7 separate regions of the Mus musculus genome follow, and all the other regions are linked to region 2. The links are chromatin contacts, called in public Hi-C, HiChIP or PLAC-seq, Micro-C and promoter capture Hi-C maps. All regions are on one chromosome and are shown on one strand. The core of a region is the stretch at or near the end of the contact, and the rest is flanking DNA. Distances in the headings are between cores, read along the strand shown. Region 1 has its middle 62 kb from the start of Gm36799. Region 2 holds the start of Nectin1 (nectin cell adhesion molecule 1). Region 3 holds the start of Mcam (melanoma cell adhesion molecule). Region 4 has its middle 11 kb from the start of Trim29. Region 5 holds the start of Oaf (out at first homolog). Region 6 has its middle 71 kb from the start of Gm36855. Region 7 has its middle 30 kb from the start of Gm36799.

Region 1 (3,843 bases), core at 98-2,597, 320 kb after region 2:
AACTTGATTTATTTATTAACTGAGAAGAAGTTATCAAATCCACTCAACATGTTGTCAAAGAGACAGAAAAGCATAGGATTTCAACAGCCGACAGTTGAAAATGGTGACATGAGAGGAAAATTTTAAATAAATATTTGATGTTAATGCCCAACTGATTCCAGTGTGAGTGATAGATCAATTACACAGGGGACAAGCTCAAATACATGTGATAAGGACTATACTAAAAAAGATGGGATAAGAAGAGAGACAGAGCCGGGCGGTGGTCGTGCACACTTTTAATCCCAGCACTTGGGAGGCAGAGGCAGGTGGATTTCTGAGTTCAAGGCCAGCCTGGTCTACAGAGTGAGTTCCAGGACAGCCAGGGCTACACAGAGAAACCCTGTCTTGAAAAAAAAAAGAGGAAGAAGAAGAAGAAGAAGAAGAAGAAGAAGAAGAAGAAGGAGGAGGAGGAGGAGGAGGAGGAGGAGGAGGAGGAGGAGGAGGAGGAGGAGGAGGAGGAGGAGAAGGAGGAGGAGGAGGAGGAGAAGGAGAAGGAGAAGGAGAAGGAGAAGGAGAAGGAGAAGGAGAAGGAGAAGGAGAAGGAGAAGGAGAAGGAGAAGGAGAAGGAGGAGAAGAGAGACAGAACCCCAAGAAAAGCCCAACCCCAACTTTAGCCTCCAGATCCCAGTGCCTGAGATGTCTGGGGTAGTCGGCTTCAGGAAAATCAAACTTTGCTGCTAGAGTTCAGGTCTTGGTTCTATGTGAACATGGGGGAGCAATTAAACCCTCCATTTCTGTGTCTGTTTTCTCACCTGTAAAATGGGTGAGTAGCCCCTACCTATAACATAGGCATGAGGATCAAATGAGTTGCTACAACCCTTTGATAGATGGGTTTCTGCTCCATGCCCACATTCTCTCCAGAAATCTACTAAGGGGCCTCAGAGATGGCTCAGCAGAAAGGGTGATTGTTGCACAGCTATGAGGCCCAGAGTTCAGATCCCAGCACACACATAACAAGCCAGGTGTCTTGTGCATGGTAAGCAGCAACAGGAGGATTTCAGGGTCTTGCCAGCTTTCATCCTGGCTAAGAGAATTTGAGCTGAAGTTTCAGGGATAGACTCTGCCACAAAGGATCTCTGAGACTAAAATTAAAAAAAAAAACAAAAAACCTCCAAAAAACAAAAAGCCAAAACCAACCAACCAAACAAACAAAAACTAATAATGCATGTGCCGAAGTTTTCGAGGAGAGTGTCGTTAAGGCTGTGGAGCTGGAAGAAGGGAGAGATTTGAACAGCACAGACAGGGAAGAAGACATTGAAGACAAGGTGGGCGGGGCCAAGGGCCTGGGAATGTGTGGGGATGACATGGGGTATGTGGATCTAACAAGATGGATACGGTGTTCAGAGAGAACAATGAGACTCCGGTCCTCTTTGACAGGAACAAAACATCCAACATGAACAACTTCAAAGGAAGTAAGCTGATTTGACCCACAGGTTCAGAGCTTTCTGTCTCTGGTTGGCTGGAGCCATTGCTCAGGAGCCTTGTGGTGAGGCAGAAATGCCATCCTTTCCCTGACTCCCTGTTCCCTCTCTCTCGAAAACCCACCTTCTGTGTCCCCACCCCAAACTCCCCCCAGAGGCAGCGGTCCTGATCCCTACTTGCGATCCACTGAAATCCTATTAAGCTGCTCGCAAAAGTACAGATGCCTGCCGGGAGATTTCCCCCACCCCCCTCGAGGTAGGCTCAGCTCTCAGAACAGAGACAGGCTGGGACTGAAACGCCTGTCCACAATGCTCTGAGCAGAGGCTGACTCCTATCATGATTTCCCGGAGTTCTTGGGAAACGTAAAGCCTTTTCGCTCCCTGTTCTTATCTCACCCGACCTCCAGTTTTATTCTGGAGCCTTTGATACCTTTCCCATCTTTTGAATACTGGATGGTTCACCTGCTTAGAGTCTCCTCTACCCCAGACAGGCAAACCAATGTTGCCACTGGTTTTGAATTAAAAATTGCCCAGAGACCTCACAAAGGCTCTTGCAATCTCCACCATTCCCTCCTGTTCTGTCTTGGAAGATATTGGAACGTGTTCTGCCATATTTCTGTGAGGATCACACATACACACCAGCAGCAGCAGTAGCAGCAGCAGCAGCAGCAGCAGCAGCAGCAGCAGCAGCAGCAGCAGCAGCAGCAGAATTCAGCTAGGGTGTACTGGAGTAAGGAAGATGCATATTTACTGAGCTCAGTGTAAATGTTCCACACTTGGTAGCATTATCTCATTTAATCCATCAGTAGGAGGTTCTGAATTCCCTCAGGGGACTCCTTTGGATTCTGGGTAGTTACACAAAGAAGTCCTGGGATTTTAAAAGCTTTGAAGACATCTAGTTTCCTCGAATTCCCTCTCCACTTCCCCTCTGCCACTTTCCTGGATGTTGAACCCCAGGTCTCAAAGCCACCTCAGCCAAGTCACCTGGAGGGATATTTGCATAATGGACAGGGAGATCCCAAGGTCCTGGCAAGCTTGGGTAAATCTAAGCAACCTCAAAAGATGCTAATGCCACCTAAAATTGAGACCTCTGTAGCAGCAGGTCCACTCAAAAGTCACCATCAGCAGGACCACGGGATCAAAGAGAGAGGGTAGCTGATGCAGTCCTTAGCACCTGTCAGGTCAGCAGGTCAAATTTCCTCCTCGCCACCTTGTAACTGGCAGGCTTTTAGGGGATGAATACCCCCCACTTCCTCTACACCCTGCCTTGTCTTTTGCCTAATTCTCTTTCCTTTTTCCTCCCCATCCAGCGCCCTCTCCCCCACTGGATTTTAGCCCCAGGCTGCTGCAGAACACAAGAGAGCCAGGCTCCCACATCTGCACTGCAATCCCTTGTTTAACGCCTCCCCCACCCCACCCCACCCCACCCCACCCCACCCCACCCCACACACAGGCAGAGAGAGAAGCTATAGCTTATTCCTGGGGTGTCTGCAGAGCTTGGCACTGACTGACCTAGTTCAACCAGGGAGTTGGGAAGCATTTGTCTGGGGACTCTATGGAGGGCCTGAGTGAACAGCTTCATTGCTTACTTCTTAAGGCTCCTGTTGATTTCAGGAGCTCCCTAGCCCAAAGGCAGACTTTGTTAATGGAATTTTAGGCATCATGACTTCAGGAAGCTTCCTGACACTTCTCAAGCCACCTATGCTTGTGTCCTGAGGGAGCCACGAAGGCTTTCTCCTAGTCATGCCTCCTGGCAATTCAGGTGAGCTCTGAGACCCTTCTATGGCTCTGCGATGGGTGTTGGATCCCCTTATTCTCTCCATGTTCAGTGTGGCTCCCTGATGCCCGGCCTTCATCTCATCTGATCTCCATCTGATAACATTTCATCTCTCCCCCTGTCAGCTCAGTGCCAAGCGCCAGGCTGCACTCATTTGGAATTCCTGTTTGTGGGTTTTTAGATTTGGACAAAGAGAACCTGGCAGATCTTTTACCCATGTATTCCCTGCCTTCACCCTGTTTGGGGCTTCTCCATCCAGCCCACTCTTCAGACAGCAAAAGCTTTGAACATAAGAGCCGAAGGTATCTGTTGGTACCTCTCTCCAGTTCTTCCCCCTGCTGGGTATTACCTGGTTGCAGAGATTCCTGTCACTAGAGATGTGATTGAGGAGTGGGGTAGGGACTGAGCTGTGTCTAACTGTGTCTCAGAGAGGGACAGGCACAGGAGAATGGATTCTATGATCCTAGGCTAGGCTGAATGAAAAGACCTGTGAGCCAGTGTTCTGCCATGTGAGTGATGCCCACGATCTACATGGTCCAGAGCCCCGTGGTACCTGGAAGAAGTTCCTATTGATTATCTACCCTTCCCAATTCACTCGGTGTCCCT
Region 2 (4,254 bases), core at 937-3,436:
GACATCCACCACTGCTGGAGAGGTGCAGCGCCCCAGCACGGAGAAGGCCGGCAGCAGGAGGAGGAGGAGGCAGTAAGGGAAGCAGAGGAGGCCAGGCTCTTGCCATCCAGGAGAGAGTCCAAGCTACACCTGGACAGGCAGGCCTACCTCTCCTTACCAAACTGCCTGGCAAGCCTGCAGAATCACAGTGGCCGGGAATCCAATATTCTTAATAATCCAGAAGTCTCTGTCTGCATTCCAGCCCCCTATTTTGCCACCCCGAGTTGACGACCACGAAACAAGCCTTCCAAGACCCCATCTTATCTCAAGAGCTTGTCTCAGGTTTCTTTACGGGGGACGGGGGAGTTGGCTAGCGAGATACTCTCCCCACTTTGACCCGAATTAGTGTCCTGCTGGCAGCCTAGTTGCTTCCCCAGGGACCCAAGGGGTTAAACCCAGGCGAGGGGACTCGGTAGGATTTGCCTCCTAAACGCATTTTCCAGTTCATTCCCCAGCACAATATGCCTGGGCCGTCCTAGCCTCCGCCCGCCCCCACCCCATCCGTCAGAATAGGCCAATATGGGCCACCCCAGGGTCGGGCGCGGAGTTAACCCCTCTTCTGCCGGCAGCTCACACCTCGAGGAAAGACACGCGGGACACCCTCGGGGCCTCCCGGGAAAGTGGGTCATGCGGCCACCTGGCTGGCATGAAGCCCGTGGAGCTTCCTCCTGGGAGAGCCCTCCGCTTTAGAAGTGGAGTTCCGAGACGGAGCCCAGCCCCGCGCAAGGCCCGGAGTTTGCGATCCCTAGGCGGCCCGACCTCACCCTCCAGAAAAGGAACCGCAGGTGAGTAAGAAGCTGCCTGTGCCGCAGGAGCAGGTTCCGATCGCCCGCTGTGGGGCGATGTGGGGCAGGAGGGGGCCCCCATGAGCCCGAAACCATCTGACAAGAGGCCGCCAAAAGAAATGAAGTCGCCCCCAACCCCCGCCACTCTCCTAGCCCACAGCCCACCAGCTAGGAGACTGACGCCCTCCCCCTGGGGCTGTTGTCTCATACCCCAAGCCCGTGATTACGGTGATTATTTTGCATTTATGTAACACGCAGTGTTTCCAAACTGCTTCTCGAGCTGAGAACTGGTTATTAAATAAATAGAACCCTATTACATATTATTATTTTTGTGAAGAACTGAGCGGAGAAAGTGCTTTCTTGCTACATAGAGACGTGCATCCGATTGCTACCCTGCAGGGCAGGCTGTTGGGCTTCTCAACCCCTTTCTCCACGGTGCCACCTCCTGCCCCCCCTTATCCAAGCGTGACCCAACTTTTCTGGCTCCGTTCGCTCCCTACAACCCGTAGCCTTGCCCATCATCCAGCTCCAAGTCCCGGGGAGGTTCTGGTTGGGTGGGGGGCTATGGAGGGAGGCAGAGGCAATCGCCTTACCTGGGAGGAAGAAGGCGGTCAAGCCGAGAGCGAGTCCCCACCAGCGTCCAGCGGCGCCCGCAAGCCCCATCCGAGCCATCGGGGGGTGGGGGTCCGGCGAAAGGGGCTGCCAGGAGGGCGCTCCTCGCGCTCCAGAAACCAGTCTGGAAGACGAGGGCGGATCGCTGGCGGTTGGCGGGCGCTCGGAGGATCCAGGTCAGCCGCAGCCGTCGGTCGGGGCGGGGTGGGCTGGGTGGGATCCGCGCGGCCGCAATCCGGTCCCCGGCTGCCGCCGGCTCAGAGCCTCGGCAGATGCCCGCAGTAAGTTGCACGAGTCATGCCCCCTTCGCCTCCTCCGCTCTTCTCCTCGCCCCGGTCCCCGCCCTCTTCTTCCACGCAAAGCCCGGCTGGGGAGAGGGACCCACCCCCGGCGCGCCCGGCTACCGGGCTAGCGCGGCGCAGGCTCCCGGCCCTGGGCGCGCTCACACCCTCCCGCTCGGCTCCAACTTGCAGGCGTCCATGGCCGGCTGTTCTCCGAGGGTGGCCGGGCGGTGCGGAGGGCTCGGGGCCCAGGCGGTGGTGTGCGGCTAGGGCGGCCAGCTGCCCGCGGGGCTCGGGGCTGCACGGTCTCGGAGGACCGAGGGGAGCGAGCCGGGTGCGCCACGGGTCCCCACCGCGGCCGCTGCGCTCGGTGCGGGCGATCCGCAACAATGTGGAGCTGCCCCGGTGCCGAGGCGAGCCGCGCTCTCTCCTCTCCCTCTCTTTCTCTCACTCGCCGATCCAGCCTCTCACCCGCTCTCCCGTGATGTCAGCCCGGGGGGAGGGGTTAGCATTAACCCCCTCCTGGCTCCCACGCGCCCGGCCCAGCCCTGGCCCGGCCTCCGCCCGCGCGGCCGCACCTCCCAGTCCTAAGCAGCTGTGGCTGCGAGCGTGGCCGTGGGGTTCGGCTCAGGGCCCCAAGCTAGCAAGATGCCCCTTGGGTCGCCGTTCGGTCGTGGAAAGGGCCGGAGGGCGGGCTGCCCTCCTCGGTCGCTGACAAAGGGAGGCAGTGACCCCTAGCGGCCGGCAAGGGGGAGAAGCTGCTCGGTAGGGGTGGAGTTAAGATGAGGAGGGGGGCTGCCGTAGGGATCCGTGTGAACGCTGGATCTGGCATTGTCCGAGCTCCGAGGGCTTTTCTGACTCTCTGGTCCGACCCTGGGACCATTTCGCAGATGAGGAAACAAAGGCCCAGAGGAGGGCATGGAGAGTGGCAGAAAGAAGCAGAGCACAGGCTAGAACTGTTGCCAAAGCTTCTGCTCCCCAAGATCTGGACACCAGACGGAAACAGCTTTGCGGAGGACCAACCGCGAAAGCTGTGAAGAGTTGAGGCAAGACAAGACATTAGTGGGTGAGAGATCAGGGCACTCAGGTTTCTAGTGGGTCTTCTTTAATCCTTATTGCCTTCAGGGGGTCCTTGTCCCGAAATCGAAGCATTCTGCTTTCCCCAAAGAGCGACAAACCAAGTGGGCTCCCATTGCCTTCACCTCGTTTCTGAGTGGTTTGCGGGATTCCCGCGAAAGTGGCCCATCCAGTCGGTGTCCCAGAACGGCCAGGACTCTCCGCCCCATCCTGTTCGCCACCCACCACATCCGGGTGGCTTCTTGCCAAGGTGACTGAGCCCGAGGGGCCCTTAGCAGCCTGAAGCCTGGACCTTCTGTCCCCATCCTTGGACTAGGAGAGGCAGACAGACAGGGTTTCCCAGTCAAGAGAACAGAACTCCCTCGTTCGGGGCTGAGCAGACCACACCCACTTTGCCCTTTGCCCTTAGCCCAGCCCCAAGGGCACAGAGGCTTGGGGTAGCGCCAAATTCTGATAAAATGTAAATTTTCCTTTCGGAGAATGGGAGGGGCAGGACAATGGAAGAGAGGGACAGTTTCCCACTCTTGGGCCCACGGGCTCAGCCTGCTAAAGAAGTCACTCCACTCAAAAGGAATGCTCTCTGTATCCTTTTATGCTTCACCCGTGTAACTCAGGACAAACTGTCTACCACACTACCGCCTGACTTGGGAATGCATTGTGTGGTCTCATAGTTGGTCCTTGCCCCACAGGAGCGGGGTCTAGTGGGGATGGGGGGGGGGGGGAGACACAGAAACAGAAGTTCTATAGAATCACTCACCGCAGCACGGCATTGTGGGGGTTTTCAGATTCAGGACATCTACGTTAGCCTGGGCTGGGAGGGACCTGAAAGGCTTCTGTGGTAAGGGGCGCAACAGGGGCTGACTGGAGGTGTCTGTCAGGCACAGACCATCCTTCAAGATACTGGATTTAAAGTAGAGGTCAGCACAGGGAAAACTGTGAAAGAGAGCAACAGCTGGGTATTAGGAAACGGCCTAATAAATAATTGGTTCTAACCCTGCCTGAGCTTGCGGTAAGGTCAAGCCTGAAATCAGACTCATGCCAGGTAGCCACGGGAGGGTCTTAATCCAGAGGATGCCCTGTCAAATTAAGCAGGTTGGTGGCCAGGCTGGCAGCCAGGAATCTCCCATCTGGCTTGCAAGTGCTTTTAAACTTGCCCAAGCCAAAAGGAATTTGTTTTTTGCTTGTGGCTAACACGTCATAGGAGCTGAACACTTGTGCACTAACTCCAGACACACCAAGTTCTGTCAGTGCTGTGGTCTCTTACCTTCTCCACACTTGCTGAGTGTTCATTCCTGGATCTGTTAGTACAAGGGCATCCAAAGCCCTTTGAGGCAGAGGCAGGAAGATCTCTGAGTTCGAAGCCAAGGGTCTATAAAGTGAGTTCCAGGAGAGCCAGAGCTACACAGAAAGGCCATGGGGCGGGGGTTGGGGGGTGGGGAACCACAGCCTGTGTCTCCTGA
Region 3 (4,133 bases), core at 293-2,792, 390 kb before region 2:
AGCTCAGACTAGGGGAATGTAAGGCATGTGCCAGGCTGGGGCACACAGGCCCCTTTGTGTGCCCCCCCTCCACGAAGACGTCACTATTCTACCCTCTGTCCCCCAAATCCTCTGGAAGACACAGTGAGCCAACTCTAGCCAGAGGCTATGATTTATGTTCCCACAGTAGCATGTCAAGAAACGCTGCAATACAATCTGAAGACCCCATCCAAGTCTAGAGGGGTCAGTCTCCGCCAAGGGTTAGGTCAAAAACCAGAGAGTGGGCAGGAGTGACGTCAGTGGTGCCAGCATGCTGCCAGCTCTTAGAAGAGGTGATGTCACTAAGCACAATCTGCCTGGACCCTGGGATGTCTGGACTGTGTGGCTTCCAGACTGGAGGGAAGGTGGGAATAGCCTTCTACCAACAGCAGGAACTTTGAATCCCTGCTTTCTAAGGGCCAGAAGAGCAGGGCAGAGCGAAACTGAGTTTTCTGTGCTGCGATTGCCTAGCTGGGTTTAGCCCTTTCCCCAGAAATAAGGTCAGTCTGGGAGGCACTAGACTGGAGTACCCCAGGGACGTGGCTGGCACTGGGCAAGAGGCCAGAGAAGTGGGTAATGCCCAGTCCTCCCCTTCCCCAGCCTGACCAGTGGCTGAGACGCGAGAAAGAGCCAAGAATAACACACGACACCGCTGCGTGTGCCCTACAAGGGAAGCCCGGACCCAGGAAAGCATGTCTACTCGATGGCTTAAAGGAAAGCTCCGAGGTGCCAGGCTCTCTCCACCTGACTCTAGTGGACCACAGAAGCTGTTACTGTTGTAGAACTTCTCCATCTGTTGTCTTTCCCCTGTAATCCCGTCAAACCCGGAGGCGCAAGGAGACCCACACCACCCGCTGCCCTTGCCAACGCCCAGCCCCAGCAGGAGCGGCCTCCTCCCTCGCTCACCTCCAAACTGGCGTGAGGCCCAGGCGGAGGGGGAGGGGTCGGCGGCCCCCTCCAGCTAGGGAAACTGCCTTTTCCAGCAACAGGCGGGCGCGGGATGCACGGGTTGGGGATGCGCCCCGGCTGCGCCTCTCTGCCGGGACTCCAGCACCCAGCATCCAGCACCCAGAGCGAACACCTGCGGGAGGCCGGGCCCAGCGTCCTGCAGAAGCTCGGCCCCACCCCTTCCCGCTCGCTGCTGCAGCAACCCGACTAGTCCGTTCCCAGAATACTCTAAAACCTAGGCTGCACACCCGCAAAGAAGTTGCACGCACGCGGGGCGCCTGGAAATCGGGGACTCTGGCAAGAAGGAGCGCCCACTGGGGTGCAGAGCCCCGACTCTACGTTGCTACCAGCTCTGATCTCCGGTACACTCAGGCGGCACAGTCCGGCTCCGTCGAAGACATCCCCAAACTCCCAACGCCTGGGCTCTGAGGGACGCGGGTCGGGCCCCCCACAGCCCCCTCAACATAAAGAACTCACCCGCGGCACGGCGACAGCAGCAGCAGGCAGCGAACAAGAAGACGCACACCAGTTTGGGCAGCCCCATGCTTCCCCGACGGAGGGCGCGAGCCAAGTGAGGAACTCGCCGCTGTCGGGGGCTGACGTCAGGGGGGCGGGGGAGGGGACCCCGGGCGCCGCCCGGCCCCGCCCCGCGTAGCCCCCCGCCCCCTCCCCGCGCCCTAGGGGGCGGGCCCCCGGCGCGCTGGCTGCGAGCTGCTGCTCCCCGATCCAGGCCTAGAGGCTAACTCCCGTTTTCTGGCTTGGAAAGGTTGAAGGAGCAATGACAGGTGTCCTGGGGCTCGAATGACTGGCCGAGGCGGCAGAAGCTGGCCCGGTCGCTGTAGACTCTTGGACGCAGTAGCAGCGCTCGCTCAGGTTTGTCCACTACTAGCGGGGACCCTCTAGCAGAGGAGCAACAGAGAGGTATCCCTGATAGAGGACTCTCAGTCAGGTTCCTCTACCCTGCTGTGGAGGCATGGAGCTGGCCCTGGTCGCCTTCTGGAATGACCGCTTCACTGCGGCGGCTGCCGGCTTGGCACTGTTCCAGAGTCTTCGCTGGCCTGGCAGCCTTGGAGGAAGAACTGTGCCAGGTCCCACAGACCTAGGGGTGCCTGCAAGGGGGCGGGAGAGTTGGAAACGGTGCCTTTTGGGTTATCTTTTCATATTCGAATTCTTGCAAGTCCCTCTTACCCTAGAGAAGGGAGGAAGGGGTCTGAATTCACAAGCCCATGGTCCACGCCCTGACCCAGATAATCCTTTTTGTCTTCTGGTCTCTGTCTCGGTTTCCCTCACCTCAATGAGGAAAAGTTAATACTAACGGATGTGGGAGTCTACAGCCTGTCTCCCAGAAACCTATTACTCTCTCTAATGCTTGAAAGCTGCCTTCCCTACCCACCCCTCAACTCTCTCACGGGGCAACGGCCTCAGGTTACTGAAAGCCTAAGTCTCCCACACAGAAAGGTGCCAGGAGCCCTAGCCTCCATCCTTTCTAATCCCAACTTCTCCCTGGGTCTTCTGGACTCTTAGATTCAAAAAGGCTCTAGCACCAGAGCTTCAGGAAGGGTTTCACCCTTGGCTGGGACTCTCACCAGGGAGGGGTCTGTCACCCCACAGGGAACAAACAGCCTTTCTGCCGCTGCTGGAGAGAGGGAGGAGGGTTGAGGCAGCAAACCCCAGAGATGGCCAGGTGACTTGAGAGGATGCTCTGGGCTGTGTTCTGATGACTCAGATGACTGGCAAATCACATCTACCTCATCACTCAAATCTCATTGACCCTCCTCCCTGGCCATTAGCCTCCAGACAGAGCCATGCCGACTGGCCTCAGGCTTGGGCTCTTGATGGGAGAGAGGAAGAGGGCCCTGCCTCCTCTGCCCTCCAGAGTGAACTGAGGAGCACTGGCCCCTGGCCCCTGGCCCAGAGCAAAATAGGAAGAAAAGCCTGTTCTCTGCAGCGATGGCTAAAGGATGCTGTCTGGCTAGGCAGGGCAAGTGCTGCACCCCCTCCCTGTTTCTTCATTTAACACCATTAACTTATCCTCTTCTCTGGCAGTCTGAAAAGAAAGGCAGCTAACCACCAAGGACAGTCGGTTCTGAATTCTTCCTCTTAGATGGATGCCAGGTGGGGGTTGAAGGAGTCGTTTCTGCAGTGAAAGGGAAATAAGATTACAGCTCAGGGTGACATCCCAGCCTTCCTGGTGCACAGAACCAAAGCAAACAAACAGACTATACTTTTAAGAGGTCTGGCCCCAGCCGGGCAGAGGCAAGCGGATTTCTGAGTTCAAAGCCAGCCTGATCTACAGAGTGAGTTCCAGGACAGCCAGGACTACACAGAAAAACCCTGTCTTAAAAAAACAAACAAACAAAAAAAAAGGTCTGGCCCCTATGGCCACTTTATATAGTAACTTGGGTCCTGAGAGCTTGGTGGCCCAGAGCAAGCTCTTCATCATTTGTTTCTGTCTCGTTTCCTATTAGGGTTTTTGAAGACACCCACTGGTGTCTTACCATTTGAAAAAATGAAGACCACACAGGCAGGCATCCGTTCCCTGAATTCGGCACTAACCTGAGGACTGGAAGTCTACGGTGGCATCTCCCTAAGTTACTGGGATGGTGCTGAGGCCTCTGGCGTTACTGCCCCCCATCCCCATTCTGTGTCAAGTACACAAAACACGTTCTCAGCAGACTTTGCTGACACAAAGGATGTTCCTCTGTCCTGAGCCGAACTTCAGTCTTTCCCATGTTTCTGTGTAAGGAGCTGTTAGCTTACTAGGAAAATCAAAAAGAACACAAACCTGAAAGTAGCACATTTCTGTGCCAGGTAGACAGCGTTGGCTGACTGGTAGATACCTGAGCTACACTCCCAGCTACTCTCAGATGCAGAGCCTGAGTTTAAGAGTGGTTTGGGCAGTGTTGGGAGAACACACAACCCCTTCAGCCCACAAGACGTTTACTTAACATTTATTTTGCCTTACAAGTATCTGCTTTATCTAAAGGAGCCTAATAGGATAATCTTTTTTTTTTTTTTTGGTTTGGTTTTTCGAGACAGGCTTTCTCTGTGTAGACCCGGCTGTACTGGAACTCACTTTGTAGACCAGGCTGGCCTCGAACTCAGAAATCCGCATGCCTCTGCCTCCCAAGTGCTGGGATTAAAGGCATGCGCCACCATGCCCGGCC
Region 4 (3,986 bases), core at 280-2,779, 440 kb after region 2:
CTGCATTTTATTTTACCTCCCTTACCGTGGATGGCTATGACCACAGGGTCTAACAGTGCCTAGCAAATAATAGGTGCTCATTAAACACTGCTGAGCTCATAGGTGGTTAACAGAGAACAAGAGTGAATGCAGAGGGTCAGCGTCTCATGAGACCGCCCCGAGCTGATGCCCGGCAAGAAAAGAATCAGGGTGCAAGCGCTGGGGTGCTGACAGAGAAGTGAGAATGTCACCCACATCTGTCTGAACAGAAGCCAGATTGAGGTACAAAGTTGGGTGGGGTAGGGAGGGTGCCTTCTGCAGGGAGGTGAGCCAGGTCTTAGGGCTGGGAGCCAGAATCAGACTTCCCCTAATCTGAGAGTTTTGGGGAAAGCCAGAGAGAGGTGACAAGGGCCAGCTGCACAGCCTGCCCATCCTGTCACAGGTGTGCTTGGCTTTCAGTCAAGAGTGTCACCAGCCTCTTCTAGAGGAGGACTCAGGAGCACGGAGAGCAAAGGACAAAGAGGAAAGAAAGCAGAACCTCAAAGGGGTCCCAAGCCCCTTCTCCATTGTTTACCCCCCAAATTGTCAACCCGGTGGACAAAGGGCCATAGGGAAAGGGCAGTGAAGGTTCAAAGCAGAAACCAGGCAGGTGCAAACTAGGGGAAGGAGTGTAAGGTAATCTCACCTGTAATCTCAGCCCTGGAGAGGCTGAGGCAGGAGGACATCTGGAATAGAGAGGAAAGTCTGGGCTAGACAGTGAGGAGACCCTGTCTCTGAAAAACAGAAGGTGGAGAAGAGAAACGGGAGGGGGTGGAGGAGCAATGGTAAAAGAAAAGAACTCAGCAGGAAGGGTGAAGAAGAAGGGAGAAGATGAAGAAGAAGGAAGCGGTGGCTACAGCAGATCCTGACGGGAGGAGAGGAGAGCAGATCACACGCGGAGAGCACAGACCTCAGATTGTACTCCACAGCCTTCGAAGCCCTCCCCAACCTTCGCAGGAACTCGAAACAGCCCCTCAAGGTGCAATTATCCTTTTCTTCCCCTTTATTTTATTTCACTTTTTATTATGGGAAACTTGAAAAACACACAAAGTAAACATAATGGTCTAATTGAGAGCCCTGTGCGCCCATCACCGGTTCCAGCGACAATCACAGTATGCCATTCTCGCTATGATTTCACACACTCCATTTGTATGCTTTTTTTTTTTTGACATGGCTTTTCTAAGAAAATTTGCATAGTCAAATGTACAAATATTAGCTGCGTGGTGCTGATAAGTGTTTATATCCCAGTGCCCACATCTCTGTCATAACACGGTACGTTAACATCTTACTGGGAAATTCTCTCTCATTCCTTCCCAGGTAATCCCACAGGCTACCACCACTCCAAACTAACACCACCTCCAACGATGGATTCATTTCTTCGCTTTGCTTCCTCTAGATCTTGGAGAAAGCAGAATTACACAGCAAGCTTTCTCACGGGCTTGCTTTGTGTCTGAGCATCACGTCTCGGTGACTCACCCGTCTCATGTCTGTGGCTTTTTATTCCTCTGGATGTGAGCATTGCAATTCATCTCCGAGTTTTGCTGGTGGCCATTTGGGTTGTTTCCAGTGTACGACTACAGCGTATGAGGCCCCTGTCATATCTGTCTCTGGCCAGGCTCTCACTTCTCCTGGGTAAATAAATACCCAGGAGTGGAGTATGTGTGTTTAACTGTAAACAAAACTATGGTGGCCAGATGGTTCAGCGGGAAAAGGGAAAAGCCCTTGCCCCTACGCCTGAGGATCTGAGTTTGTTTCTTGAGGCTTAAGTGGTGAAAGAAAAGTAACTTCCACAAGTTGTCTTCTGACCCCTGCATGGACACTGTGGCGCTTTTCAGTGCTCTTATGCATGTTCTTGCTCATGCATGCATGCTTGTATGTATGTGTGTGCACAACACAGAAATAAATGAGGAAAATCAGAAGAAAGGAAGGATGGGAGAAGGAGGAAGGAAGGAGGGAGGGAGGGAGGGGGAGAAGGGAGGAAAAGGGGAGGGAGGAAAGAGGGAAGGAGGAAAGGGGGAAGAAGGAAGGGGAAGGAAGATGAAATAGGGGAAAGAGGGAGGGAAAGAGGAAGTGGGGGAAGAGGAAGGGAAGGAGAGAGGGACAAAAGAAGGGAGGGGGGGAAATGGAGGGAGACAAGGAGGGAGAGGGTGGGAGAGAGGGAGGGAGGGAGGGAAGGAGTGAGGAGGAAGGGAGAAAGAGTCCATTTTTTTTTAAGATGTGGCTGCACTATGTGAAATTCCAACAGTGGTGTGTATGCATCCAGCTTTTGTGGCTTCTTCCACTTCTTGTTGATCGTAGGCTTTTTCTTCCTCCTCCCCGCAATATTACGTATTTTCATTTTACCTGCATGTATGCCTATGTACCATAGTATGTCTGGTGCTGGAGGAGACCAGAGGAGGCATCAGATCCCTGGAACTGGAGTTACACAGACAGTTGTGCCATCATACAGGTGCTGGGGAGTGAGCCAGGGTCCTCTGCAAGAGCAGCCTGCCTTCTTTCTTAACCACTGAGCCATCTCTCCAGCCCCTATAAGTGTTTTCAACGCAGCCGCCAGGAGGTCTGTGGTGATCTCTCATAGTTGCCTAGTGACTAATGATGTCACCCAGTGTTTCATGTGAATATTGTGCATACGTTTCCCTACGTGTGTGAGGACTCTCTTCAACTCTTTTACCCATTTTCACTACAGTTACTTGACTTTTACATATGTGGTGCATGTATAAGTTCATGTGGATGCATGCAGGTGGGTAGTGAGGGTGTATGTGCCCATGTGTGTACATGCGAAGGCCAAGGGTCAATGTCAGGTGTCTTCCTGGATGGTGCTTCACCTTCTTTTCTGAGACAGGGTCAGTCTGTGACTGAGCCTCGAGTTCACTGATTGGCCGGATTGGCTGTCAGTGAACCTTTGAGATCCTCTCAGCATCCTGGAGCTGGAGTTACAGCCAAGCATAGCCACACCCAGTCTTCACGTGGGTGCTGGGAGCCTAGATGCAGGGCCTCACCCTTAGGTGGTGAGCCCTCTACAGAGCTATCACCATAGCTCCTTATGTGGCTTCTTAAGCTTCTTACTATTAATATTATTAATGCATGAGACTGGCCCCAGAGTTTCACCCATGCTAAATTTCACCATCAAGCAATGCCCCAGTCCCTGTCACTGAATGAGAGGACTTTATTGTACATTTGGGTAGGAACAAGTCCTTTTGCAGACATATGCTTTATAGATATTTTCTTTAAATACGTGGTCAGCCTATTTGCTTAATAGGATGCTTTTTAAGAATTACTAAAGCATACTTCACATAAGTTATATAAAATTAAATAAGCTATACATAAACCAATTTAAAGTGTGCCAATCAACGAGCCCCTGATAAACGTATACACTAATGAGAGGTGCAGTCCTTTGGGCTACTGCCAGGCCCTGGACATCACTGACCGGCTTTCTGACATTAGCTTCTCTAGACTGTCATACCAATGGGTACTTACAGAATATCATCTTCTCTGCCTGCCTGGCCTCTTTCTCTGACACAACATTTTGAGAGCCATCCACGATTTTGCTGTAAGTTCCTTTGCAGTGTTCATCTTTGGATGAGCCATGACTGATTTATCTATTCAACTCTTGATGCACATTTGGTCTTTGTTTCAGTTTGAAGTTGTTATACCAACTGCTATGAATATGCTGGGCATGGTGGCTCATGCCTATAATTCAGCACTGGGGAAGCTGAGGCAGGGGGATTGCCACTAACTGGGCTAGGTTACAGAATGAGTTCCAGGCCGGTCTGGACTACAAAGCATGAACCTATCTCAAAAACAAAAAAGAAAAGAAAATACAAGAAAAAGAAAATAGAAGGAAGAAAAGAAAGAAGGAAGGAATGGAGGGAGGGAGGGAAGGAGGAAGAAAAGAAGGAAGGGGAAGGGAGAAAGAAAAGGAAAATGGAAAAGAAAAAACATACTATGAAGAAATGTCTTTTTTTTCT
Region 5 (4,003 bases), core at 1,360-3,859, 500 kb after region 2:
ATCATATGTGTAAGATGCTCCACAGACCCTGGACCTGACGCTACAGTGAAGCTGGGTCGGTAACTAACGTATGCTTATACTCCTCATACTATTGGTAGGCTAAACAGGGAGCTCACGAGTTTAAAGACAGCCTGGGCTACATACACAGTGAGACCTTATCTCAAAGACAAAACCAAACCCCTAAAATGAATGGTAGCTGTGTGATTATTCTTGCTGTAGTGCAGAGGCTGAGGAGAACAGGGCATATAAAGGTCGGTAGGTGACTCAGAAACTCTTGCTGGGAAACCTGGATTTTTTTTTTCTCTCCAATCTTGAAGACCTGGTACAGTCACCAGAAAGAACTAGGGCCATGGTTGTGGCTCGTGGAAGAGGCGGCGTGTTCTCTATTGTTTTAAAAGACAGAGCAGGCTGGACAGTAGAGGCACACACCATTAATCCCAGCCCTCGGGAGGCAGAGGCAGATAGGTCTCTGTGGCCGGCCAGTTTGAGAAGCCTAGCCAGGGCTACATAGAGTAACCCTGTCTCGAAAAACAAAACAAAAACAAACAAACAAGAAGAGAGATTAGGTTGAAATGGAGAAGGACTATTCACAGGGAAGATGCATCTTCCATCTGTGTTTCCAAGCCACAAAGTCTGAAGAGAGAAATAGAGACTCTTCTTGGTTCTTGTTGGGGACTGGGGGTTGGGGGAGGTGGGTATCTTTGGACTCGGGGGAGGGTCCGGGGCCTGGGACAGAACCAGTGATGATGGATGGGACAGGACCCGAAACAGAGGAAGTTAGGAAATTTGGGTGAGGCCCCTAATGACTATGGAACTGACTCATGGGGGCACTCCCAGCTCGAAGGCCTCTTTGAGATCTAGCATCCTGTCAGGCAAGAGGCCAGCTCTGAGACCCCAGGCAATTCGGTGCTGCCAGCTCAGGCTCTAAGACCCCAAGGAAACAATCCAGTTATTGTCTGGCAGCCTGCCCCAACTCCCCAGAGTGAGGAAAAGATACTCCTCGAGCCAGGTGCTTCCCCATAAAGATGCTGTCAAGGACCAAGTGTCTACCAACCTCTGGCTTATCAAGCACCACACTGGACCTTGTTGCCAGGGCTGCCTCCCTGTCCTCTCCCAGAAAGTCTGAACCTATAGGCTTAAGGATCCTGGAAGCTGTGTCATAATGAATATCAAAGTGACAGTTGAAGTAGGGCAAATTTAGGAAGCCCCGAGTGAGATGGAGGACATCTTTTTTTAATTCTCATTTTTTTATTAGGTATTTTCCTCATTTACATTTTCAATGCTATCCCAAAAGTCTCCCATACCCTCCCACCCACCCACCCACCCCCACTTTTTGGCCCTGGCATTCCCCTGTACTGGGACATATGAAGTTTGCAAGTCCGATGGGCCTCTCTTTCCAGTGATGGCCGACTAGGCCATCTTTTGATACATATGCAGCTAGAGTCAAGAGCTCCGGGGGTACTGGTTAGTTGATAATGTTGTTCCACCTATAGGGTTGCAGATCCCTTCAGCTCCTTGGGTACTTTCTCTAGCTGATGGAGGACATCTTAAGTCCCCTTCAGTCCTATATGTGTTCCAAAGGACGGGCTCATGCTAGTTGGGGGTGGATCATGTGCTAGAGATCCCCTAGGAAGGAAAGATGAAGGGGGTGGAGTGGGGAGGCACAGTTTCAACCATCTGTCATCAAGACCCTAGAGACCACAGGGCACCTGGAACAAACAGAAGTGGCAATGGACAGGAGAAACAATGGTCCTGGCCATGCCCAGGGGGCCTTATCTCCAGGGACGCCCAACCCTCTGTGTTCACTAGCAGACAGTTAGGCTCAAACAATTTTCAAAGTATGCTTGTGTGTCACCAACCAGAGGGGAATCCTGCTCCCCAAGTCTTCACTCAGCTTATTGGAGTCTCTGGCACAGCAGGAGTGTCTTTTTGTGGCCCTTGATTGGTGCTTCCGTTATCGGAAAGAGCAGAGGCCCTGAGCGGTGGGCTGGGCTGGAGAAAGGCTGACTGAACACAGGAGAGAAAACTGAATAACGGCTCATAAAGTGTTAAGCTCCTTGATGGCCGCATCCAGATTGGCCGCCTCACTTACAAAAACAGCTCACACCTGATGGATGCACAGATGGCCCTCAACCCCTAATTGCACTCCCCGACCTAGGAAAAGACCAGAATGCTAGGTGAGGCCTGATTTTTTCCCCCAGCCGCTTTTGAGAAATTCGCTGTGTCAGAGAAACTAAAAGACTAAGCAAAACCTCTGAAAACCCAAGCCCGATTATTTCATCCACGTGGCACCAGAACAAGCCAGAGGGGTGTAGGGGGCGGGGGAGTCACCCGTCCCGCCCTTAATGGGAGGAAGGGATTTGCCCGGAGCGCAAACTCTGGACAAGGCCCGGCCGGTGACGGGGCGCGGCGGGAGGGAGGGATCCAGAGAAAGCCAGCCTAGACCACAAAGCGGCTGAGCCCCGTGGTCCCCAATCCCCGCCCCTCTCTGGGCCACTGCGGTCCCTTTAAGGGCCAAGAGGTGCGCGGTCTCTTTAAGGCAGGTCCTGGTGGTTTCTGTTTTCTGAAGGAAGTGACGGGGGGTGGGATTGAATGAAAAGTGCTGAACGGAGTCCGGAGCTCAGGAATCGGGGCGGCTAGGGGACACGCACGGGGGGCGCCGTCCGGGACTCGGGGTGCGTGGCTGTACGCGGCCCACGTGAATTCGCTGCACGTCGTGGGGAACCTCCGGGTTGAGTCTCCCCTCTAGAAGTAGGGGACTGCCGGGAATCCCCGAACCGGACCCCCAACTTCGAGCAAACTTTGTAGGCGCGTCTCCCCTCCCCCACGCGGCGCGCCGGGGGCCCCGGGGATGCGGCCCCCTGGCTGCCGCGACGTCCCCTCGGCGCGCCCCGCGCTGCCGCTGCTGCTGCTGCTGCTGTCGCCGCTGCTGCTTGGGGCGCTGCACGGCGTGGGCGCGGGCAGCGGCGCTCCGGCCGAGCTGCGGGTCCGAGTGAGACTGCCCGACAGCCAGGTGATCGAGGAGAGTCTACAGGCGGACAGCGACGCGGACAGCATCAGCCTTGATCTGCGCAAACCCGACGGCACTCTCATCTCCTTCATCGCGGATTTCAAGAAGGTGAGGTACCATCAAGAGTCCTGTCCCACCCACCACGGAGGGCGGGCAAGCTGTCGGGCGTCCCAGGAACCCTCAAGCCCGCAGAAGAGAAACGCAGTGCCGAAAGGGGAACGTGACATGCCCAAGGTCACCTCTCTAACTCGCTGCCCACTCTCTGGCACCCAGATCCCGGTCTTTATTCTCTTTCGTGAACCCCTCTAGCTTTTTTGTTGCTTGGCTCTGAGTAACCAAGGCCCTTCTCACGCACTGACCGGCTTCAAAGCCCGCTCCCTCCTCAGCACTCCAAGCTGACACTCCGACAAAAGTTCTTGTTAACAAGGCCTCCTTTCTTGCCACTGCCTCTGTGACTAAAGGGGAAATCCACAGGTGGCAAGAGGACCTTGGGCTCTCCCTGTTGTGTTGGTGTGAAGTTAGTTTCCCTTACTCCGCTGTTCTTTGGCAAGGAAGCGGTTTCAAGACCTCCAGCCTGGAGCACCATTCCGGGATCGCTTTCCCTGCAGAGCTGTCTGCCCTTGGTCCCTCCCAAGTCTGGTAGCAGCTCTCCTCTGTAACCTGAAGGGCTGAACTACTTGGGAGCCAGAGGACCTAGGCAGAGTTGGGGGAAGGGAGGAGAGAAAAGGGGAGGTTCCCCTCAGTTGGAAAGGGTGGTCGGTGTCTCCGCCCATGCCTGACAGGGGCTGGTGAAGTCCACAGTTTAGCTGCCCCCCTCCCGTCCCGTCTCTCTCTCTCTCTCTCTCTCTCTCTCTCTCTCTGTCTCTGTCTCTGTCTCTGTCTCTGTGTGGGTGTGGTGGTATGGAGAGAAGAAGAGATGTTAGAGTTATCCAGAAATGGAACTCCAGGGTGCTGAGTGACGGTGACCCAACAACAGAAATCTCTGAAAGAAAA
Region 6 (3,812 bases), core at 1,166-3,665, 290 kb after region 2:
AATATTCCAGAGTACCTATAGTACTATTTATCTATCTAGTCACCCACCAATAGGTTATTTCTGGTCCAGAGCTATTAATAACAAGGCTTCTATAAACATTCTTACAAAAGTCTCTTACTTGGTGAAAACCCATGCATCTGTCTCTCAGATAGATACATATGGTGGAATGACTGGGTCCCCCATGCCATGGTTATAATACTATAATGAGATAGATACTCTGGTACTGACTGCTTGACACAGAGTCCACAGAGCAAGGGCATAATTTCCAAGAAGATTGTTCCCTCTTCAAATGACAACAACCCCCCCCCCACACACACACACACGCACTTTTGGTCAACTGTCCTCAAATGCAAGAGTCTCCACAATGCCATCAGATTTTGTGACTCTCTAGACTGATCTACAAACTCTGCAAAGTGTAGTGCATATGGCTACAGGACAGAAGATAAAAGTTGGGACCAGCCAAAGGAAGGGATCCTAGGTCATTACAGAGTGTCCCTATCCTCTCTTCCTACAACTGGGACATATTTCCTGGTGCATCAAAGTAGTTGTCAACCAAGAAGCTGTGCTAGGCTCTGGAATCCAGAATTCTTCCCAGAGCCTTATTACATAGGCGTGGTTGGTTGTGCTATTGGCCAAGGAACTTACATCAGTCTCCAGCTCCTATGCTCCCAGGTGGAGGTCAAGTTGGATGATCTCGCTTGGAGCCCCACTTTCTAAACACAGCAGGTCTGCAGGCTAAGCAGCCCCTTCCTCCGTCATCTCAGTATGAACTCAGAGGTGATCCAGGGTACCTGTCAATAGCAAAGGGAAATATGAAACATGAATTTGCCATCATTGGAAAATCCCAGAGACTTAGAAGCGCTCTCCCAGGAAGATGAGCTGAATCCTCTACTTCATAGCAATGCTGTGTATGTTCAATAAACTTTGAATGAATTCATCACAGAGACTAAATTAATAAATACAAGACAAAGAATGACTGATTGATTGGCTATGGCTAAAACCTGACTCTAAGCAAAATGTGGGTTTATGTGTTAAAGAAGACAGCTTATAGTGTTAAAGTCTAAAGGAAGAGATATATGTATCCAGCCAGCCATTGGGGCTAGAGAGAGACCTGTGTCTTCTGTTTGTCTCTGTTTTCATCTGAAGAAAGTCTTATTTTATCTTAGTTTCTTGTTCTTCCTTCTTGACAGAAACTACTATGATTAAACTACTCTGAGTCACAGCTCACCCCTAATCTTCCACCCTTCCACACAAACAGAGTTCTTAAAGAAGAATTCTAATTAGCTCTTCTAGGATCCTGTGCTCAGCTCTTGGAGTAGTCACTGTCCCAAGTGGAGGAAGAGACAATTGCGCAGGCCTTGAGCACAAAGCTCTCTCTGGGGTCTTCTGTTATGATTGACAACTGAAAGAGAACGATGAATACTAGATGAAGACCAAACATTTAACAATTCTACTGTGCCCCGTATCTACACAGTGTGCTAGTTTAGGGAGCAGTGCCCACAAGTATCACCTTGCATAAGGAATTATTCACAGCAGCCTTACAGGCAAGGGTCCATTTCACAGACAAGGACCCGGGGCTTGGTAAGAACCAAATGTCAGGTAAAAACTGTTTAAAACAACTAGGATAGAATCTTTGAACCACAGATTTAGGAAACTACATGTCTACTTTGTACTTTTTCCCAGTTTTGTTGTTAGTGGTGGTTTTAAATTTAATTTTCTTTGTATGACTTCTGTGTTGGAATGGGTTTCATTATGGCACATCTTCCTTTCAATGTGTGTGTGTGTGTGTGTGTGTGTGTGTGTGTGTGTTTGCACACATGCTGAGAGAAGCAAGAAGATGGAGTTACAGGGGATTGTGAGCCACCTGGTGTAGGTGCAGGGAACTGAACTGAGGGTCACCAGAAGACCAGCAGTTGCCCTTCACTGCTGAGTCGGCTCCCCAAGCCTCAGAGTGGCCTTGTCACAATCCTTCCTCTCCTTCCCTCTTCTTCCTGTTTGTCCCTTTTTCCTGTGACTCCTCCGTATGGCCCTCTCCCCCACCCCCACTCAAATCTTGCGTCTACATAGGGGAGAAAGATGGCTTATTTCATGTAACATAATAATTTCCTGTTCTATCCATTTTCCTATGAGTAGCATGATTTATTTTTCTTTATGGCTGAATAAAGGTGTGTGTGTGTGTGCGTGTGTGTATATTTCCTTTGCCCAGTTATCTGTTGATGGGCATCTAAGTTGGTTCTCTTTCTTAGCTATTGTGCAGAATGCAGCAATGAACACAGATGAATCTCTGTGGTAGGGCCTAGAGTCCTTTCTGTAATCACCCAGGAATACTACAGCAAGGCCTATGGAGGATCTAGTTTTAGTTTTTGGAGAACCTCCTACATTGATTTCCATAATGACTGTGGCAGTTTACACTCCCACTAGCAATGAATAAGGCTTCTTTTGCCTCACCTCTCTCTCTCTCTCTCTCTCTCTCTCTCTCTCTCTCTCTCTCTTTCTCTCTCTCTCTCTCTGTCAATCATAGCCATTCTTCCTAGGATTAGATAGAATCTCAAATAGTTTTAGGACTTGCCATAATTATTGGCATGTTTACAGACTTCTGACTACTAAAGATTTTTGAACATTTATATATATTTATTGATCATTTGTGGTCCATCGCTTAAGAACTTTTAGTATCTATCATATTCATTAACACACATATTGACTAGAAGATTCGAGGTGAGATGTTAATTTCTGTGGTCCTTTATATATCCTAAATATTTACCTCCTACCCCCCCCCCATCTGAAGCACCAACTGTCCACTCACATATTGATTGTACACCGATAATACAGCAGAGGATGTGGCTATCCAAAAGGCCCTGTTGCTGCTCTTGCTAAGCTAACACTTCAGTGGGGAAAATAGAGAATGACTTTAGTAGTGGTGGAATGAGGAGCTGCAGGGTGGAGCCCTCTGTCAGAGAGGAGCTCATCCTGAGAGCTGACTGGACATTGTCTGCCCATTCCTCGCCTGGACTCAGTCTGAGGAGGGGGGTGGCGCTGATCCTTCCGCAGTTCACCCTTAGTGCCAGTGTCCCACTGCCAACCCATAAGGAGACATCTGGTTCTTTTTGGACGCAGTGAGCGTTTGTTTTCACCTGATGAGAATGGTTTATACCAGAACCTTGTGTGGTCTTTCTGGGAGCAGAGATGAGAACTAACTGAGATCTGTTCCTGCTTTAAATCTCTGAAGCTGTGATGCAAACCAAGCCCCTTGCTGGATCCGGAAACAAAGAGAACATAAGAGAGAAACAATCCCATTCCACTGGGAAGCTGGCCCAGTCTCCCTGGTAGCCAGGAAACCATGTAATACATCCATGTCAAAAGCAATGACTCCTCGGGGAGATTATCAAATTAAGACCCATCCATCCAAAAGCCTAATGCTATTGATTAAAGAGCAAACACCAACATCTACCCTCCTCTGGCCCCAGAGCTGGATAGATTTATGTTCTCCTTGTCTCTAAATCTTGAATTAGGACCCATTTGGGGCACCTGGGAACTCAGGATCAGACAATAAGCAATTCTCTCTGTTCTCTTCTGGGAACCTAGAACACATACTGGCTCAGTATGCATGGAGGACACTCCTGGCTCCAGAGGCATACCTACTGAGGTCTCTAGGTGGGTGGATGTCCCCAGCCTTCTTGAACAGCAGCCAGTATGTGAAACGAACATGCTTCCACATACAGAGTTGATGTATTAATTAGGTCTTCTGTTCCTCTGATAAAGACCACGACTAAACGCGACTTGAGGAAGAAAGGGTTTATTTGACTTGTATGATC
Region 7 (4,254 bases), core at 1,109-3,608, 360 kb after region 2:
TACACCCTATTTGGAGGGTTGGACAGAGCGTCTACACAAGCCTGGCTTCTGGGGAAGGGTTTGCCCACATTCAGATCCTTCTGACAGCCGTAGCCTCCCTCTACCCACAGCCCCATCTTCAGTTTAGCTAAACTGCAGGATCCCTTTGGGTTTGATACCATCTAATTGGTTGTGGCTAATCCCATATTAACTTCTCCCTCAGAAGCTAGAGGGCCTCTCCCCACCCTCTCTCACAGTCCAGCTCCTACAGAAGCCTCCGTTATCTTGTTTATGAGCCTCCCTAGCCTCAGATGGGCAAATTTGCATATAAATAACCTGCCATCCTGGGAAGCTGCCAGAGGCACCGGTAACGACTCTGTTTATTACTCTGGAGAGAAAGCGGAGAACCAGGGGCTCCTGCGCTGGGTGGTCCAGTTGGGACAGCTACATTTCTACCCCTTGATTAGCTGAAAAAGGGTCGGTCACTCTCAGCCAACGCAGATGGAAAGCCTCAAAGCTCCTCACATATCGGAAACCCTGGCCTTCTTAGTCCTAGACCTAAGATAGTCGTACCTCACCTGTCCCAGGCTAGCCCAGCCTAAATAGCTGTGCCACCAGCCTCGTGCTACTTGTACTTGGTGCAGGTCAGGAAGGTGGGTTAAAGGAGATGAATCAGGTCCTCCAAGAACCGTGTATTACAGAGAACTTGTCACAGCCCTGGCAGGGAGACACGGCCCGCAGGAATCCTGGAGATGAAGGCTGTGAGACACAGGGCTCAGTCCCAGGCAATAGAGCGAACCCAAAGTCCCAGTTTGGGGCTGGCTTTCAAAGGCTAGGGACCTTGTCCCTTACAGTGAGCAAAGCCATGTCCAATGAACATGTCATGGGATGGACTATCCCGTAGGAGTAGGGGCATTCACCAGAAGACAAAGGAAGGGAAGTCTAGAAGGCAGATAGAACCTTTTGAAGCCTTCTGAACAGGGATAGCCTTAGAGCAAGCTTGTGATCCAGAACTGGCCTGCTGAGATCAACATTAAAAGTGAATGAAGGGCTGGATATGGTGTGCATGCCTTTAATCCTAGCACTCAGGAGGCAGAAGCAAGTGGATCCCTGTGAGTTCAAGGCCAGCCTGGCCTACATAGAGACTTCCAGGACAGCCAGAGCTATACAGTGAGACTCTGTCTCAAAAAAAGAGAAAATAAATAAAATTAATTAAAACGTGGATGAGGGTGTTTGTGGTTGTGAGCCTTTAACAGCTAAGCCAGGAGCAACAGCTTAGTGGATAACAGTGTGTGCTTCTCTCAGAGAGGGCCTGGGTTCCATTTCCAGTGCCCACATAGTAGCTCACAACCCTTCTTAACTCCAGTACCAGGGGATCCAGTGTCCTTTTCTGACTTCCATTAGCACCAGGCACATACATGGTGCACATACACACAAGCAGAACACTCACACACATAAGACAAAAATTAATAAATCTGTCTCTTTTTTGGGAGGGGCTGAAAGCCAAATGTGTTGGCACATGCCTATAATCACAGCATATGAGGTGGTAGAGACAGGAGAATTGGAAACTCATAGACAGCCTGGGCTATTCAGTTTGCTCAGGATCAGCCTAGGATACATGAGACCTTGTCTCAACCCAATCGCTGAAACAGTACTGTTAGCGAACAGACAATTCCACTGGCCTGCTCCCAAGGACTTAGCAGATGCTCAGGTCAACGTTTGCTACCATCGGGTAGGCCAGGTGTGTACTGTGGATAAAAGGGCCTCCAGCCACCCCAGATCCCTTTCTTTCCCTTCATCTGTCTGTCTGTCTGCCCATCCGTCTGTCCATCTGTCTGCCTGTTTGCCTGTCTGTCTCTATCTCTCCCCTGTCCCCACTCTTCTCCTTTCCCCCCAATAAACTTCTTACACCAGATGTGTTACATGGTATGATTTCTCAGGGGTACTTGGCACATGTCCACCAAAAGTACCCTACCCCTCACTCACATTTTTTTAACTTATCGAGTACATGGGCCAAAAGTTTGCTGAGGAGGCCTGTAGGGATCTGCTCACACAGTGTGGCCTTTGCTCTCCCACCATACTCTGCCAACAAGGTTTAATTCTTAGCAGAAACCACCTTCAATAGGGACCAAAGTCAAGAAGCAGCTGCGGCCTTGGAGGCAGGCAGGAAGGGCTGGCTGGTTAAGAAGACAGGAAACCTGTGGGTGGAAGGTTAGCCAGGAGGATGGCTGGGGATGCAGAATTTAAAAGCAAAACCGTTTTAAAGTGGGGACTGTAGAAAAGCCCCCTACGAAGGTCAGTCGCGGAGACAGACAGCTCTTACTGAGACGGCATTAAAGCAGAAGGTGGTGTGTTTCACAGGCTCTGCGCTAAGACTGCAAAGACAGAAGGCAATCTCACCCCCACACAGCCCAGCAGAAAGCCCGCATGTGTTCCCAGAGCCAACAGTAACTAGCCCTTCAGTAGGAAGACTCTAGGGCACCACTGATAGTACAAGCTCAGCCTGGCTTTACCTGGAGACTATCTGCCAGCCCGCTTTATCTATAGGAACAACTGAAGCTCGTGTTACAATGAGCTGTAGTTTCACAAATGGGGGCTTGGCACCCTCCCAAAGCTAGCCTCTTACCCTCCGCAGGATCCGGGGGACACCGATCCTGGTGCTCTCCCGGTCCTATGATCTTGAAATTGTTCTGGGTTTTTTTTTTACACGTATGTGTTTATTTTGGAGGGGAGGCACATAAAGGGGTCAGAAGACATCTTACAGGAGTCAGTTCTTCTCTTCTAGCATGTGGGTTCTGGGTCTCGAACTCAGATCCTTGGGCTTAGCAGCGTGTGCCTTTATTATCCACTGAGCTATCTCACCAGCCCAGTTCTCCGTTTAAAGACCAGCAAAGGCTTAGTAGATCACAGTAGAGACTGGCAGCCATTTTTAAATGGCAGAGAGAAGATGGGGAGATGAGCCGGTCAGCAAAGTCCTTGTCACACAAGCAGGAGAGCCTGAGTTCAACCCTCAGCGCCTACATAAAAAGCCAGGAGCTCAGGCTTGGGTTTCTGCGCTCTGGGGTCGGAGGCAGGAGACTGTCTAGAGCTCTGAGACTGGAAAATGAGCCCCATATCTGTCTCAATAGTCATTTCTCAAAAACCAAGATAGAGGGTCCTGGACAAACAATGCCCAAGGTTTGCCTTTGACCTCAAAGTGCATGTACACAACATATATGCATGTATATATAAACATGACCAGGAGAGTATGCACTCCCCGCCCCCACACACACACAATTTAAATACTTAACTAAAGAGCAGATTAAGATTTTTTTAAAATAAAAATGGAGAAAGGATCTCATCCTGTTTCTCAGCAGGGAGAATTCAATCTCTCTCTCCCTCCCTCTCTCTCTCTCTCTGTGACTGTCTGTCTCTCTCTCCCTGTCTCTCTCTCTCTCCCTCTCTCTTCCTCTCTCTCTCCCTCTCTCTCTCCCTCCATCTCTCTCCTTCCCTCTCTCTCCCCCTCCCTCTCCCCCTCCCTCTCTCTCTCCCTCCCTCTCTCTCTCCCTCTCTCTCTCCCCCTCTCTCTCCCTCTCTCTCTCCCTCTCTCTCTACCTCCTTCTTTCTCTCTCTCTCTCTCTCTCTCTCTCTCTCTCTCTCTGTCTCTCTCTCTCTCTCTCTGTGTGTGTGTGTGTTTGACTTTGCAAGACCCAAGGGCTGGGGAGTAGCTGCGTTGTCCTGGGAGAAGGCTGACCAAACCTCCAGACGTGGATCCAAGTCCCAGCTCTGCCATGGGCTGCCCTGATGGACAAGCCAAATCCCTTCTCTGGCTTGGTTTCCTCCTCTTTGGAATGAAGGTTCTGAGTGTGACCTCACAGGAAAGTGGAATTCAGTAAGCAGTGTTGAAATTCATCTTGAGGTTAAGTTGTATGATATGGTGAAGCTTGAGGTGGTTCATCAAATCCCCAAATGCTAACATGAGGAGATCCCTTGAGGCAAAGAGGGAAGCCCTCCTTTGTGCAGCTAGCCATTTAAATTCAGGGAGTTCGTTTTGCCTAAGAAGTGCCATACCAGGGAATAGAAATGGGTTCTGAGCACTTGCAAATGACAGCTCTGAACAGGCTGATAAGAACGTGTGGGTGCTGGGGTATGGTCCTAACCCCGCGGTCCATGACTGCTAGAAGCCTTTCCATGCGGTGTCTTGGAAGCACTGCCACGAGCAAGCTCTGACGAGACAGATGTATTTGCAGGTTTGGATTTAGGGGATAACTCTTCTATTTCTGAGCTCCACATCTC

The links. Promoter capture Hi-C pulls out the DNA fragments that hold promoters and counts their contacts. A called contact is a pair of places that touch in the nucleus more often than the background predicts. HiChIP or PLAC-seq counts read pairs in DNA pulled down with a chosen protein or histone mark.
Region 1: a contact with region 2 is called in an H3K4me3 HiChIP or PLAC-seq map of forebrain, with 6 times the contacts expected there. The contact joins the enhancer-like site here to the promoter of Nectin1 in region 2. A contact is called at or near these places in 1 of 39 promoter capture datasets (hippocampal neurons), 10 of 115 datasets of contacts at active chromatin or transcription factors (VIP interneurons, craniofacial prominence, embryonic basal ganglia and 7 more) and 1 of 9 other capture datasets (embryonic stem cells).
Region 3: a contact with region 2 is called in a Micro-C map of embryonic stem cells, with 2.1 times the contacts expected there. The contact joins the promoter of Mcam here to the promoter of Nectin1 in region 2. A contact is called at or near these places in 1 of 484 Hi-C or Micro-C datasets (embryonic stem cells), 1 of 115 datasets of contacts at active chromatin or transcription factors (the NIH/3T3 cell line) and 1 of 9 other capture datasets (pancreatic islet).
Region 4: an H3K4me3 HiChIP or PLAC-seq map of bone marrow-derived macrophages shows a contact between it and region 2, with 2.8 times the contacts expected there. The contact joins the enhancer-like site here to the promoter of Nectin1 in region 2. A contact is called at or near these places in 1 of 39 promoter capture datasets (liver), 1 of 15 datasets of contacts at CTCF or cohesin (the NIH/3T3 cell line), 15 of 115 datasets of contacts at active chromatin or transcription factors (the SCID.adh cell line, bone marrow-derived macrophages, differentiating embryonic stem cells and 8 more) and 1 of 9 other capture datasets (embryonic stem cells).
Region 5: a contact with region 2 is called in a Micro-C map of embryonic stem cells, with 4 times the contacts expected there. The contact joins the promoter of Oaf here to the promoter of Nectin1 in region 2. A contact is called at or near these places in 2 of 39 promoter capture datasets (hippocampal neurons and liver), 6 of 484 Hi-C or Micro-C datasets (adipose-derived mesenchymal stem cells, embryonic stem cells and liver), 11 of 115 datasets of contacts at active chromatin or transcription factors (the SCID.adh cell line, astrocytes, embryonic forebrain and 6 more) and 3 of 9 other capture datasets (adipose tissue, embryonic stem cells and pancreatic islet).
Region 6: a contact with region 2 is called in a Hi-C map of the N1E-115 cell line, with 5 times the contacts expected there. The contact joins the enhancer-like site here to the promoter of Nectin1 in region 2. A contact is called at or near these places in 2 of 39 promoter capture datasets (embryonic stem cells and hippocampal neurons), 1 of 484 Hi-C or Micro-C datasets (the N1E-115 cell line) and 14 of 115 datasets of contacts at active chromatin or transcription factors (embryonic basal ganglia, embryonic forebrain, embryonic hindbrain and 7 more).
Region 7: a promoter capture Hi-C map of hippocampal neurons shows a contact between it and region 2, with 6 times the contacts expected there. The contact joins the enhancer-like site here to the promoter of Nectin1 in region 2. A contact is called at or near these places in 3 of 39 promoter capture datasets (cranial neural crest, hippocampal neurons and liver), 1 of 484 Hi-C or Micro-C datasets (nephron progenitors), 14 of 115 datasets of contacts at active chromatin or transcription factors (craniofacial prominence, differentiating embryonic stem cells, embryonic basal ganglia and 10 more) and 1 of 9 other capture datasets (embryonic stem cells).

The regions. Positions count from the first base shown.
Region 1 is chr9:43,418,030-43,421,872 of GRCm38.p6, reverse strand. No RefSeq gene overlaps it. Among named protein-coding and RNA genes, the nearest start is that of Gm36799, 62 kb to the right of the region's middle. Within about 2 kb of position 1,347, at least 5 of the 459 cell types and tissues checked have an H3K27ac peak or open chromatin away from gene starts, as enhancers often do.
Region 2 is chr9:43,741,886-43,746,139 of GRCm38.p6, reverse strand. It overlaps Nectin1 (nectin cell adhesion molecule 1), which reads right to left and starts at 2,186. Exons shown (of 6, transcript NM_021424.3): 1 at 1,418-2,186. The coding sequence starts at 1,496. It overlaps Gm46108 (a long non-coding RNA gene), which reads left to right. Exons shown (of 4, transcript XR_003948147.1): 3 at 1-824.
Region 3 is chr9:44,132,067-44,136,199 of GRCm38.p6, reverse strand. It overlaps Mcam (melanoma cell adhesion molecule), which reads right to left and starts at 1,542. Exons shown (of 16, transcript NM_023061.2): 1 at 1,444-1,542. The coding sequence starts at 1,510. It overlaps Gm10687 (predicted gene 10687), which reads left to right and starts at 1,715. Exons shown (of 2, transcript NR_152189.1): 1 at 1,715-1,839.
Region 4 is chr9:43,298,139-43,302,124 of GRCm38.p6, reverse strand. No RefSeq gene overlaps it. Among named protein-coding and RNA genes, the nearest start is that of Trim29, 11 kb to the left of the region's middle. Within about 2 kb of position 1,529, at least 22 of the 459 cell types and tissues checked have an H3K27ac peak or open chromatin away from gene starts, as enhancers often do. A contact at or near this core is called in bone marrow-derived macrophages, where this site is marked.
Region 5 is chr9:43,238,422-43,242,424 of GRCm38.p6, reverse strand. Oaf (out at first homolog) reads left to right here and starts at 2,609. Exons shown (of 4, transcript NM_178644.3): 1 at 2,609-3,118. The coding sequence starts at 2,852.
Region 6 is chr9:43,448,399-43,452,210 of GRCm38.p6, reverse strand. No RefSeq gene overlaps it. Among named protein-coding and RNA genes, the nearest start is that of Gm36855, 71 kb to the left of the region's middle. Within about 2 kb of position 2,415, at least 2 of the 459 cell types and tissues checked have an H3K27ac peak or open chromatin away from gene starts, as enhancers often do. A contact at or near this core is called in the N1E-115 cell line, where this site is marked.
Region 7 is chr9:43,385,710-43,389,963 of GRCm38.p6, reverse strand. No RefSeq gene overlaps it. Among named protein-coding and RNA genes, the nearest start is that of Gm36799, 30 kb to the right of the region's middle. Within about 2 kb of position 2,358, at least 5 of the 459 cell types and tissues checked have an H3K27ac peak or open chromatin away from gene starts, as enhancers often do. A contact at or near this core is called in hippocampal neurons, where this site is marked.